Regions from separate parts of the Sus scrofa genome. Here region 1 is linked to region 2. A link is a contact called in public Hi-C data. All regions are on one chromosome and are shown on one strand. The core of a region is the stretch at or near the end of the contact, and the rest is flanking DNA. Distances in the headings are between cores, read along the strand shown.

Region 1 (7,484 bases), core at 4,258-6,757, 140 kb before region 2:
GAGCCACGGCAGGAACTCCATACAGAGACCATTTCTGTTTCTTATTCCAGGGGAAAAAAAAAAAAGTATACGGTTCCTTATAAAAATGTCACATGTGGGGGAGTTCCCTTCGTGGCTCAGCGGTTAAAGAACCCAACTAGGATTCATGAAGATGCGGGTTCAATCCCTGGCCTCACTCAATGGGTAAAGGATCTGTTGTTGCCGTGAGCTGTGGTGTAGGTCGGCTCAGATCCCGAGTTGCTATGGCTGTGGTGTAGGCCAGGGGCTATAGCTCCAATTCATCCCCTAGCCTGGGAACCTCCATGTGCCTCAGGTGCAGCCCTAAAAAGCAAAAAAAAATCATATGTGGGTATCTCTCTCTCCTCCTCCTTCCAAGGCTCCCCCTCTCTCCACCATCATCTGAATTTTGGGCTCAGGCTTCAGACTGCTTCACCTACATTAATCTCCTAGTTTCATGGCTTAAAATTGCACCCATACACCCATGATTCCCAGTTTTCTATCTCCAGCCCACACTTCCCTCTGGAACATCACACTTCCCTACTAAATCCAAACATTTATTTAAATTCTCCACATAGATGTGTACTTTCTCAAAAGTTAGCTTGTCCAAAAGTGAACTCTTGGTCCTCTGATTCAATAAATGGTAATTCTGAAGCAGGAGATAGATGGACTCCAGGATAGACATTTGCAACCAGCCACTATCTATATTTCAAGATGGAAATAACCACGGGCACAAGGCAAATAACTGGTACTTGTCTCCTGTGAACTTGTTAAACAATGGTAATGACAGCATCAAAAGAGGTCACGTACTCCCCATTCTCAGGGTCAGGGAGACCCTCTGGCTCAAAAAGGGAGGGGGTGCCAGGCCATAAGTCTAAATAACCTTCCCACCATGCTTTGCTTTGGAATCCATCTTGGCCAAAAGATGTGCATGCAGATTCAGGAGGATCCTGGATTTGGTCAGGTGTAAAAAATAAAATAAGATAACTGGCCAAAGGAAGACAAAGACCTGGAAGATCTGTCCTGTATAAGTGACTCCCCCCCCCATTTATTTATTTTTATTTCCCCAATACATTATTTTTTTCCTACTGTACAGCATGGTGAATAAGTGACTTAAATCACCTTTCTGGTGTGCTCCTCATTCAAGGGGACACCTGCACTCTCACTTCTCCTTTGGGTGTATATTACTGCTTTACTTCTGCCTTAGAGAGGCAGACTACTTCTCTGTGTGCTCGCCTACACTTTATACTGTGTATGAACTCTATACCTGTTCTTACAGACTTTGCCTCCTTGAAACATTCTTGCTTTCGACAGGGGGCAAGAATCAGGGCAATTCTGCTTTCAGCCTCTAGTTGGTCTAGTGGCTAGGATTCCTAGTTTTCTTCCAAGCTGCCCAGGTTCAATTCCTGAGCAGAGAATTAAGATCTCCCTTCAAGCCATCACTCACTGCTGTCTCTCTGAAATCAATCCCATCCTGGAGTTCCCGTCGTGGCTCAGTGGTTAACGAATCTGATTAGGAACTATGAGGTTGCGGGTTCAATCCCTGGCCTTGCTCAGTGGGCTAAGGATCCGGTGTTGCCGTGAGCTGTGGTGTAGGTTGCAGACACAGCTTGGATCCCGAGTTGCTGTGGCTCTGGCATAGGCCAGTGGCTACAGCTCCGATTAGACCCCTAGCCCGGGAACCTCCATATGCCATAGGAGCGGCCCAAGAAATGGTAAAAAAAAGACAAAAATGACGAAATCAATCCCATCCTTCTGGATGTTCAAGCCAAAAGCCTTACAGTTATACTTGCTCCCTTCTCCAACACCCTATGACCAATCCAGCAGCAAATCCTATAGCCACTACCAGTTTCTATCACTTTTGACCCACACCCACCATCATCCCAAGCCAAGTCACTCTCTTGCCTGGTGTGGCGGCTTTAAAGTATGTCCACATTCTTTGATACACCTCCTTTCAAGAATTAGTGGAGCCTAACTAATTCTCTCTCCTTGAGTGAGAACTGGTATAAAGTTAACAGAGCTGGATAAAGTAGAAATGACTCCAAGACAAGGTCATAAATGGCCTGCTTTCCCTCTAGCTCTGGCTCTCTCCCCACTCTCTCTCTCTCTCTGCTGTGTCCTGAGGACACTCAGGCAGCCCTATGAAGAGGCCCAGGGGTAAGGAACCATCTTGGGAGTAGACCAGCCATCAGTTTGACTGCAGTCTCCTGAGAGATCCTAAGCCTAAGAAACAGCAGTTCAACTTTTGAACTGCTGAACTGCTCCCAGATTTCTGACCCACAACTTTAGAAGACAATCAACGATTGTTGTTTCAAGCTGCCAAATTTAGGGGTAATTCTTTGTATAGCAATAATACACCTAGACAACTGCAAAAGCTTCCACGGTGGTAGCAATACTTCCACATTGCCTCTGAAATTTATTTTTTCTTGGAATAGTCAAGAGTGATTCTTTTAAAACAGTGACAGATTATGCCACTCAGAACCCTCCAGTGGCTAATCAAGAGTTAAAGACAAAATCACTGTATTGGCTTACCAGATCCTAATTGTTTGATCCCAGCTTCTGATTGTTTTAATTCCGTTCCTTACGCCTCTCCCCTTCGCTCATATCCTTCCAGTCACACAGCCCTCCTTGCTGGATGTGTCTGGAACACATTAAGCCATACACTCATCCAGGTCCTCTTCTTCCAATTATCCTCATGATTTACTCCCTTGCCACCTTCAGGTCTCTGTTCAAATGTCACCTTCTCAGTAAGCTGTTCCCTAACCACCCAATATAAAATACCGCCACCCCTCCTCACACTCTACTATTTTCCTATTTACCTTACATACTTTATCTGTCCCTTCCTGAGTATTATGTATAATATATCTCACACAATATACATTTCCCAAGTGCAAGAATACTGTTTTATTGACTGCTGTATTCTCAGCTCCTAAAACAGTGCCTGGTATTATAACTGGTACTCATTAGATATTTGACGAATGAATGAATGAATATTAGACCATTAGGCAACATGAGCTATAACAAACTGACAGTTCTATAACCTTCTAAAAGGTAAAACAAAACAGAAACAAACAAAACCCAGATCATGTAGTTTGTATGGCACACTTCACACAATTATTTGATATCTTCATAAAAAAAAACCCTTTGAGATGAAATTATTGCCTTCATTTTACACAAGAAAACAGGCTCCAAAAAATGTAAGGGATATAACTCAACAGTAGCAGAGCAAAGACTGAACCCCAGTCTGGTTCCAAATTCTATGCCCTCTCCGTTACATTATGCTGTCTCCTAAATCATGAGATATGAAATCACAGCTCTGTGAGGGACACTTTCTAAGTTGTGAAATGATGAGGTCTAAGTCTGCACCTCTCTGACGGAAAAGGACCAAAGAAAGGTAGAGTGTGACTGAAAGGACAGAGGGCCAGCCGCAGAGTCATGAACTCACTGTATATTTGGGGACATCCATTCTTCTTTCCAAGCCTTCTCATGTGCATCGTAATCCTGGCCTCCATAACTCATGGGCCTAATGTAAAAATTCAGCAGACTTTTTTTGTGAGTGTGTCTTTTTAGGGCCGCAACTGAGGCATATAGAGATTCCCAGGCTAGGGGTCGAATCAGAACCTTAGCTGCTGGCCTACACCACAGCCAGAGCAAAGCAGGATCCGAGCTGTGTCTGCAACCTACACCACAGCTCACAGCAACACCGGATCCTTAACTCACTGAGTGAGGCCAGTGATCAAACCTGCGTCCTCATGGATGCTAGTCAGATTCAATTCCATTGAGCCACGGTGGGAACTCCAATTCAACAGACATTTACCAAACCTTAGGGCAATCTAGGGATTATCACATGTTCTGGGGACAGAGAGTCTAGAATTTGTATCCCGGCTCCACCAGCTTAACAGTTGTGGGACTCCAGGAAATTGATCTGAGTGCCTTAGTTTCTTCACGCCTACAGAACCCGCCTTGTGGAATTGCTGTGAGGATTAAATGGGCCTTTATGTGTAATGCATTTAGTGACTATTCAGTAAATGCGAGCTATATTATTATCATCATCACGTGCTAGATCCTGGGAGAGGGATGAAAAGCGGAAGGCATAACGCCCCAACAAGTGCACGGCTGCCAAAGAGGAGCAGGAAAAGTAACTATGCGCAGAGTGCAAAAACCCAGCAGTGAGCTTACGGCGCCTTCAGAAAGCGACGAGGTAAGGTTTCTGAAAAAGTGATACTTAAGTTGGGTCCCGAAGAATGAGAGTTCCAGAGTGGGGCGGCGGGTAGGACCGGACTTTCGGACAGTCACATGCAAAGCCCCAAGGGCAGAGGAAGTCGCGAAATCCTGGGAGCCTGGAGCGGGACGCGCAGGAGAGCGCAGCGCCTTATCCTGACAACCCCAGGGTCGGGAAGCTCCCTTTCTGCAAGGTCTGGAGCCCAGAGCGGTAGCAACAGCAGGACGCGGAGGCCAGGGGCCAGAGCCCCAGAACAGGACCCAGCCTCTTTTGGGCCTCTGAGTTTCTTCTGGGAAACCGGAGGCCGCTGCCCGAATGGGATTCCCAGGAGCACCCTAGTCGCTGGGCCTTGGACCGTTAACACGGGTACCTCCCGCCCGCCCCTGAGGCCCTTCCTCACCACGCTCCGCTCCCGCAGGTTCCCAGGGTGCTCCTCAGCGCGGGAGTCGGTGAAGCTGCAGCTGAGGCCGGGCGGGGGAGGCGGGGCGGGGGCTCACGGAGTGGCTGGGGCGCAGGCCCCGCCCCCCAAACTCCCGCCCTTTCGGAGAGCCCTGCCGCTCCAGCCGGCGCTCCAGAGAGGACTGCATCGCCTTAGGGGCCTCTCGCCATGTTGAGTACTGGCAGCTGTTTTACAAGAGTGGCCCAGAAGAAAAGAAGGGATTATGTTAAGAGACGTTAGATTTCCTCGCCCGAAATGGAGACATCCAGGGTTGCTTATTTGAGCAAAGGAAGTTTCGGTAACAGAAAACACTTGCCCTCAATCGTATCCCTTTTGGCTTCGAGGTTACATACGGCGCATGTGTGTGGTCGCCTCGTTCTAGATGCGCCTGCGCAATGCTCCACTCCCAAACCTGAGTACAATTAACTACGTGCTGAAGGAAACTGGCTCCTGGTCGCGGCAAAACTCAGCTTCAATCTCCGAAACTCCAAGTAGCTTCAGGCTACTCAACATTCATAATATAATTACTTAATGTCATTTGAATACACTTTGCACCGGAGACTGCCTGAATGTCCTGCATCCCACTGGAGAGCTACAGTTTATATAATTTTCTGAATAAGCCTGACTCTCTCTAGAGGACTCTAGAGCGTGTTTTGCACATGGATTATCAATGCACTTTTTTAGAGCTGTAAATTTTATTTACCTGCCATTCTTTTCCACTCCTTGGTTCTCAAATTTTAGTTGGAGAGTCTCTTGTGCAGCGGTTTAAGGATTTGTCGTTGTCACTGCAGTCGCTTAAGTTGCTGCTTTGGCCCGGTTTCTATCCCTGGTCCAATAACTTCCATATGCCCTGGGTGCGGCCAAAAAAATAAATAAAAATTAAAAAATAAAATTTGAGTTGGGGTGTTCCCGTAGTGGCTCAGAGGTAAAGAACCTGACTGGTATCTACGAGGATGCGGGTTTGATTCCTGGCCTCGATCAGTGGGTTAAGTGTCCCGCGTTGCCCTGAGCTGTGGTGTACCTCGACAACGCGGCTGGGACCCCCCCCAAAAAAAAGACAAAAAAATTGGGATTAAAAAACAATAACGGGTATTTCTTAAAATGTAGAGTTTTTTTGTTTGTTTTTTGTCTTTTTAGGGCCACACCCGTGGCATATGGGGTTTCCAGGCTGGGGGTCGAATTGGAGCTGTAGCTGCCAGCCTACACCCACAGCCACAGACACACTGGATCAGAGCCTCCTCTGCAACTGATCCCACAGTTAATGGTAACACTGGATCCTTAACCCACTGAGCAAGGCCAGGGATCAAACCTGAGTCTTCGTGGATACTAGTTGGGTTTGTTAACCACTGAGCCACAACAGGAACTCCAAAATGTAGACTTTTGGATTCCACCCATGGAGAGTCAGTAAACCAGGCATGGAGCCCAGGAATGTGTCTTCCAGCAAATACCCTGAGTGATTATGATGCATTGGGAACACATTTTGAGAAGCATAGCATAAGTTTGTGTATCTCTAGCACCCAGCACAAAGGCTGGTACAAAATAGGTGCTCAGTAAGTGCTGAGTGAACGGATGGATTGATGGGTAGTAGGAGTGAAACAGGCAATGCACAGCCAAAGGGAACCTGAGAAGGGAGCACTTCAATAAGAGCTATATTGTATCTTTTCTCCTAAAAGAACAAAAGTTCTTTCTTTGGGGGGGGGTCTTTTGAGGGCCCCACTCACCCCTGCATGTGAAGTTTCCCAGTCTAGGGGTCTAATCTGATCCCTAACCCACTGAGCGAGGCCAGAGATCAAACCCACAACCTCATGGTTCCTAGTCGGATTCGTTGCTGCTGTGCCACAGCAGGAACTCCCAAAATAAATTCTTAATAGTTACCTTGAGGGAAAAAAAAAATAGTAAGTTGGCAGGGAGGGAGGACAATGAATCTGAAAAGCAAACTATCTTGAAAGAGAAGAAAAAACATCCAGGACATTGGACAGAGAAAAAAGATACAAAGACTCAGTTGTGTGGGAATCCACCCCAAGAAGATGGTCCCCTGACAGGTTGTGTGCAAGAATAGTCACTGCAGTATTTGGAATGTTACCCACACCAACCTCAGGGCTTTTGCAGATGCTTTGCCATCTCCTAGGCCAGTTTTGCCAGAGCTCTTGGATTAGCTGATAACTTCCTCTCTTTCAGGTCTCAAATCAGTTAGGTCTTCCCTGACCATGCTATTTACAGTAATACCCTATCATTTTCTATCACAGTGCTCTTTTTATAGTATTTCCTACTTTTTTTTTTTTTTTTTGGTTTACCTGTTATCTTTCTCCCTCTCTAAAATTTAAGTTTCCTGAGGCTAGAAGACTATGTCTGACTTAGCATTTAACATAGAACCTGACACATATTAGGTGCCAAATAAGTCTCCATGGAGTTCTTGTTGGGGCTCAGCAGCTTAAAAACCCAGTTGAGATCCACAAGGATGTGAGTTTGATTCCTGGCCTCATTCAGTGGGTTAAGGATCCTGTATTCCCGCAAGCTGTGGTGTGGATCACAGATGGGGCTCTTTAATCCCAAGTTGCTGTGGCTGTGGTATGGGCTGGTAGCTGCAGCTCTGATTCAGCCCCTAGCCCAGGAAATTCCATGTGATGCAGGATCAGCCCTAAAAAGAAAAGAAAAGAAAAAAAAAATCATCCATGGGCTGAATGAAATCAGCCCCAGTATTACAAAGGTTAAGGACATAAAATCCATCTACATACTGCGCAATACATTTTAAGACAAAGAGGAATAAACATAGGTTTCAGACTATCAAGACATATCAACAAAGGGCAAATGGAATAGAAGGTGATT
Region 2 (7,033 bases), core at 2,497-4,996:
CTCTGAATCTTAGCATCTATCCATCCATTTAATAGGTATTTATTAAGTGCCTGCCACATGCGATGCACTGGGAATATATTGATGAATAAGACAAACATAGTCTGGGAGTTCCCGTTGTGGCACAGAGGAAATGAATCCAACTAGGAACCATGAGGTTGCGGGTTCAATCCCTGGCCTTGCTCAGTCGGTTAAGGATCCAACGTTGCCATGAGCCATGGTATAGGCCCGGATCCCACATTGCTGTGGCTGTGGCGTAGGCCAGCAGCTACAGCTCCATTTGGACGCCTCACCTGGGAACCTCCGTATGCCGCAGGTGTGGCCCTAAAAAGCAAAAAAAAAAAAAAAAAAAGACATAATCTGATTCTATTCTCAGCAGAATTTATCTTTTAATTGGGAGGCAGCAGTAAACAAGTCAATAAGCAAATAAATACCTAATTATGTGTAGAGCGCAGTGATAGAGAGTAACGGGGATGTGCTTAGTGTGGACTGGTAAGGTCTCTGAAGAGTTGTCACAGAAGCTAAGTCTGAGGAGTGAGGAGCCAACCATGTGTTGACTATTCCTCAGAGTCACCCTGTACAGATTGGCATTTGCTCATTCTCCAGGATTTATTTATTTATTTATTTAGTCATTTTAGGGCTGCACCCACGGCAAATGGTGGTTCCCAGGCTAGGGGTCAAATTGAGCTGTAGCTGCCAGCCACAGCCACAGCAACGCCAGATCCAAGCCACGTCTGCAACCTACACCACGGCAATGCTTGGATCCTTAACCCACTGAGCAAGACCAGGGATCAACCTGAGTCTTCATGGATACTAGTCAGGTTTGTTTCTGCTAAGCCATGATGGGAACTCCTTTTTTTTTTTTTTTTTTTTTTGGTCTTTTTAGGGCTGCACCCATGGCATATGGAGGTTCCCAGGCTAGGGGTCAAATCGGAGCTGTAGCTGCCAGCCTTCACCACAGCCATAGTAACTCAGGATCTGAGCAACCTATATACCACAGCTCATGGCAACGCCAGATCCTTAATCCACTGAGTGAGTCCAGGGATCGAACCTGTGTCTTTATGGATGCTAGTCAGATTTGTTTCTGCTGAGCCACAATTGTAACTCCAAACTTTTTTTTTTTCTCTTTTAGGGCCGCACCTGCGGCATATGAAAGTTCCCAGGCTAGGGGTTGAATTGGAGCTCCATCTGCCTGCCTACATCACATCAGGATCTGAGCCGCACCTGAGACCTACACCACAGCTCAAGGCAGTGCCAGATCTTTAACCCACTGAGTGAGGCCAAGAATGGAACCTACAACCTCATGGTTACTAGTCAGATTTGTTCCCGCTGCGCCACGACAGGAACTTCTTTCTTCAGGATTTAATTCTGTGCTGTTCTTTGATGTATACTAGCTTTGTCCGTTCAACTAGATTGCAAGCTGCCTGTGAGCTGTGACCATATCACTGTCATTCTGTGTACTTAGCATCATGCTAAGCGCATTGTGGTGTCAAATCAGCCTTCACTGAGTGAGACTCTACCACTTTATTTTTTTTTTTTTCATTTTTTAAAGTTTTATTGAAGTATAGTTGATTTACAGTGTTGTGCCTTTTCCTGCTGTATAGCGGAGTGACTGTATCATATACATTCACATACACATACACATGCACACATATACATTCCCTCTCTTATGTTATCTTCCATCATGGTCCATCTCAAGAGACTGAATATAGTTCCTTGTGCAATACAGTAGGACCTCATTGCCCATCCATTCTGAAAGTAATAGTTTGTGGAGTTCCCGTCGTGGCGCAGTGGTCAACGAATCCGACTAGGAACGATGAGGTTGCGGGTTCGGTCCCTGCCCTTGCTCAGTGGGTTAATGATCCAGCGTTGCCGTGAGCTGTGGTGTAGGTTGCAGACGCGACTCGGATTCTGCGTTGCTGTGGCTCTGACGTAGGCCGGCGGCTACAGCTCCGATTTGACCCCTAGCCTGGGAACCTCCATATGCCGTGGGAGCAGCCCAAGAAATAGCAAAAAGACAAAAAAATAAAAAAATAAATAAAAGTAATAGTTTGGATCTACTAACCCCAAACTCCCATTCCATCCCACTCTCTCCCCTTTCCCTATTGGTAACCACAAGTCTGTTGTCTATGTCTGTGAGTCTGTTTCTATTTTTTAGATAGGTTCATTTATGCAATATTTTAGATTCCACACATAAATGATATGGTATGGTATTTGTCTTTCTCTTTCTGACTTACTTCACTTAGTATGAAAATCTCTAGTTGTGTCCATGTTGCTGCAAATGGCATTGTTTCATCCTTTTTATGGCTGAGTAGTATTCCAATGTATATATGTATCACATCGTCTGTGTGTGTGTGTGTGTGTGTGTGTGTGTGTGTGTGTGTGTGTCTGTCTGTCTGTCTCTTTTAGGACCGCACCCACAGCATATGGAGGCTCCCAGTCTAAGGGCTAAATCGGAATTGTAGCATCATGGGATCCGAGCAGTGTCTGCGACCTAAACCACAGCTCACAGCAACACCGGATCCTTAACCCACTGAGCAAGGCCCGGGATTGAACCCATGTCCTCATGGTTACTAGTCAGTTCATTAACCACTAAGCCACGATGAGAATTCCTTCACATTCTTTCATCTATCAGTGGACATTTAGGCTGTTTCTGTGTCTTGGCTATTGTGAATAGTGCTGCCATGAACATACGGGTGCATGTCCCTTTTTCAATTATAGTTTCGTGTGGATATATGCCCAGGAGTGGTGTTGCTGGATCGTATGGTAGTTCTGTATTTAGTTTTCTGAGGAACTTCCATACTGTTTTCCATAGTGGTTGTTCTGGTTTACATTCCCACCAACAGTGTAGGAGGGCTCCCTTTTCTCCATACCTTCTCTAGCATTTGTTATCTGTAGATTTATTAATCATGGCCATTCTGACTGATGTGAAGTGGTACCTCATTGAGACTCTACCACTTTAAACCCTTAATTATAGCCAGGGTTCTGTAGGGCCAGGACAGTCCCTTTGGCTTCCTCTCAGTTACTCTAGACATGTCTTAATTTCCTGAAGGATGCTTTTTTTTTTTTTTTTTTTTTTTTGGTATCGTGAGGGAAAACAAGTAGGCGTCCTAGTAGATTATGGGGAAATTGCTGTACAAACTAAATTTTGGCTCCTAGGTACCCTTTTTTCTTTGCTGCTTCATCTCTCAGACCAGTCTCCCATTTGTTTTCACCGATTTACTAGCAGTATGGTGGAGAGAAGGCTGAATTGGCTTGTGGATTTATTCAGCCCTTCATATTGCACTCCCATTCTGTGCCAGGTACTGCCTCCTAACCAGAGCTAGTCAAGCACCATCCTTCGACCTCACCATGCATTCTGGTTCTAATCCTACCCCCAGGTAGCCAGAGAAGCGCTAAGCCTCAGTGTGCTTATCTTTCCAGTGAGGGTAATAATATCTGTTCTTCCTGCCATAGGTAGTCATGGGAGCCAGATGTGTGAAGGAACTTGACAGTCAGGAACAGTCAGGTTGTTATCACTGTTAATCTGTGTCCTGAGCCATCCTTTGCCTCCTGCCTGATTACGGACTTGCCCCTTCCCAGCCGTCTCACCCATCGCCAAGCCTATTTGTGGCTCCCAAGGCTTTTGCTTTCCTGTGCTCTGGGCTCATTTTCTAAGTCCTCATAACCCTCCCTCCCACTCCTATTCCTTCTCGTGTAGCACATATGAGTCGCTGCCAGCAGCACTCCGGCATGTGCCCAGGGCACTTCAGACACAGGCAGGCTGTTGTGTTAGCAAATAGCTTGGAGAACGGTGATGTGCCTGAGCTTGTCCTTGGCTCCTGCCCCATCTGCCAGAGGAAGCTGGTTTTCCTGACTCAGCCATTGTGCCAGGATAGTCTCTTAAGCTGTGGAATTGGAGGGGCATTTAGGAGGGACATTTGGGACAGGGGTAATGTTTTTCCAGCAAACTGTCAGTACCCCATACTGGACATGGCCCTTCCTGGCAACAGACCTCAAGCCAGACCTCAAGTACCGCAGTGCCCTGGAGGCCAGCCCACAACATGACATCGAATAAAGTGATCCTGGGCCTTTGTGTAATGATTTACCACTTAGCCTGTAATGGCCATCATCTCTTCATTCTCACAGCTCTGTGAAATAGGTATTCTTATGTTGTTTAGGTTATGAGAAACTGAGGCTCAGGAAGGGCTAGTAGTTCTCCAAAGGCCACACAGCTATTAAATGACAGAGCTGCCATTTGAACTCAGGTGGTCTGTTCCCTAGATCCCAGTGTTGTTTCAACTATATTCACAGTTGCATGCCAAAACAAGCTCTTAACCTTTGTACCTGACATGTTACACTTAACAAAATACCTTTATGTTACCTCTTATAATGCTAAGATGATGTAAATAGGGCAGGCTTTTTTTTTTTTTTTTTTGCTTTGCTTTTTAGGGCCACATCCATAGCAGGTGGAAGTTCCCAGGCTAGGGATTGAATCAGAGCTACTGGCTTCTGCCACAGCCACAGCACTGCAGGATCCAAGCAGCATCTGTGACCCACACCACAGCTCATGGCAATGCCAGATCCCCAAGCCACTGAGCCAGGCCAGGGATCGAACTCACATCCTCATGGATCCTAGTCGGGTTCATTACTGCTGAGCCACGCTGGGAACTCCCTAGGGCAGGCATTTTAAACTGTTTCATAGATGAGAGGGTTGAGACGCGGTGTGGTAAATTGCTCCCCATCTCTGAGCTTGGTAGTGGCAGGGCTACGACCTGATCCAGCCTTCTGACTTCCAAGCCCCAGTCAGCACTTTGGTTCCACACACCACCTTGGCACCTGGACAGAGCTCTTCTCAAGGCCTTTCCCTTTAGTTACCCTTGCCCAGGAAGCAAGAACCCTACCTTCTCCCTCCCTAGAGCTCCAGGCTAGAATGTGGCCCTAGTCCATGACTCAGGTCTCTGTGATATTTGGGCCTCCCAACAGAGCTCTCACTCCTCTGTGCCCAGCCAGACAGTGTTCAGCACCCACGCAGGCTCTGAGTACTCCCTCTGCCCATGGCAGTGCTGCCGAACAGCCCATTTCTCACTTAGGGAGAGGTTGAGCCAGCCATAGCCAGCTCAGTGCTGGGCAACAGTGAGGCCAAGGTACCGGGCTCGCTTCCCTAAAGAGCTTGCTGCCTTGCAGATGTGTGTCCTCCAACCAGGAGAGAAGGCACAATCCACACTCAATTCTGTTCCTGAGAAAAAAGTATACACAGAGTTTTGTTGTGGTGCAGCAGGTTAAGGGTCCAATGTTGTCACTGCTGTTGCTCGGGTTGTTGCATTGGCATGGGTTTGATCCCTGGGCCAGGAATTTCCTTATGCCATCCATGGGTGTGGCCAAAAAGAAAAAAAAATATGTATACATACTTACATATACACACTAAAAATACTCTAAGCCCATTTCTTGTGGACAGCAATGTAAGCACTGCTGTTACCATTTCTTTTCTTGGCCTCTCAAGTGTTGCCTGAGCCTGGACAGTGCAGTAGGGGGAGGCATGGCTCAGGAGGGTCCATCAGACATCCGCTGCAGCTCGGCATCAACCTTATTATCCAGTCACTTGGCCCCTCTGGGTCCCACATTCTTCCTCTGTATAAAATGAATGGGTTGGATGCCACGGGTGAGGCCCTAAAAAGACCAAAAAAAAAAAGCCTAAAGCAAAAAAGTGTCACTTTGCTTATCTCTAGGCTTTTGTATAAATTTCTAATATGCCATAATACAAAGTAAAAATATACAACCACTATGAAAACAGTATGAAGGTACCTTAGAAAACTATACATAGAACTACCATATGACCCAGCAATCCCACTCTTGGGCATATATCCAGACAAAACTTTCCTTAAAAAAGACATATGCACCCTCATGTTCATTCCAGCACTATTCACAATAGCCAAGACGTGGAGACAATCTAAATGTCCATTGACAGATGATTGGATTACGAAGATGTGGTATATATACACAGTGGAATACTAATGCCATTTGCAGCAACATGGGTGGAACTAGAGACTCTCATACTAAGTGAAGTCAGAAAGAGAAAGACAGTTGTTCCCGTCGTGGCACAGTGGTTAATGAATCCGACTAGGAACCATGAGGTTGCGGGTTCGATCCCTGCCCTTGCTCAGTGGGTTAAGTTTCTGGCGTTGCCATGAGCTGTGGTGTAGGTTGCTCGGATCCTGCGTTGCTGTGGCTCTGGTGTAGGCCGGTGGCCTATCCTGGGAACCTCCATATGCCGCGAGAACAGCCCAAGAAATGGCAAAAAGACCAAAAACAAAAAAAAAAAGAAAAGAAAAGAAAAAAAAGAGAAAGACAAATACCATATGACATCACTTATATCTGGAATCTAATATATGGCACAAGTGCACCTTTCCACAGAAAAGAAAATCATGGACATGGAGAACAGACTTGTGGTTGCCAAGGGGGAGGGGGAGGGAGTGGAATGGACTAGGAATTTGGGGTTAATAGATGGAAACTATTGCCTTTGAAATGTATAAGCAGTGGGATCCTGCTGTATAGCACTGGGAACTATGTCTAGTCGCTTGTGACGGAGCGTGATAATGTGAGAAAAAAGAATGTATACATGTATGTGTGATTGGGTCACCTTGCTGTGCAGTAGAAAATTGACAGAACACTGTAAACCAGCTATAATGAAAAAAATTAAAATTATTAAAAAAGCAAAAGCAAAGTAAAAATAAAATTTGAGTACTGTTAAAAAAAAAAAATGAACAGGTTGGAACAGATGCTCTCTGAAGATCCCTTCCAGCTCTATGGAGTGGCTGCCCCACTTCCCTCTCATGGTGTCTGTAAGGTCCCTCTGAACTGATTCTGTGGTTGCTAGCATGTTCACATTATCCCCAGCGTCTGTGTCATGGTGCTGCCACACTCCCCAGAAAACCAGTTGTTGTGCTCTCTGTTCCAGGGGATCCTTTCAGATGATCGTGGGCTGGCTGCTGCCCTCTGGAGAACCTTCTTCAACCAGAAATGTGAAGACCCTCGACAGCTTGAATTGTTGGTGGAG

Evidence for each region. Hi-C and Micro-C count contacts between places; a contact is called where the count stands out from the background.
Region 1: a contact with region 2 is called in a Hi-C map of embryonic fibroblasts, with 2.2 times the contacts expected there. The contact joins the promoter of CEP250 here to the enhancer-like site in region 2. A contact is called at or near these places in 3 of 5 promoter capture datasets (fetal liver, fetal skeletal muscle and liver), 8 of 47 Hi-C or Micro-C datasets (adipocytes, embryonic fibroblasts, fetal liver and 4 more) and 2 of 2 datasets of contacts at active chromatin or transcription factors (alveolar macrophages and skeletal muscle).

Annotation. Positions count from the first base shown.
Region 1 is chr17:38,807,747-38,815,230 of Sscrofa11.1, reverse strand. It overlaps CEP250 (centrosome-associated protein CEP250), which reads right to left and starts at 5,507. Exons shown (of 34, transcript XM_013985307.2): 1 at 4,620-5,507; 2 at 3,443-3,520.
Region 2 is chr17:38,665,739-38,672,771 of Sscrofa11.1, reverse strand. It overlaps UQCC (ubiquinol-cytochrome c reductase complex chaperone), which reads left to right. Exons shown (of 10, transcript NM_001172364.2): 9 at 6,935-7,033. Among named protein-coding and RNA genes, the nearest start is that of FAM83C, 16 kb to the right of the region's middle. Within about 2 kb of position 3,746, at least 12 of the 83 cell types and tissues checked have an H3K27ac peak or open chromatin away from gene starts, as enhancers often do. A contact at or near this core is called in embryonic fibroblasts, liver and skeletal muscle, where this site is marked.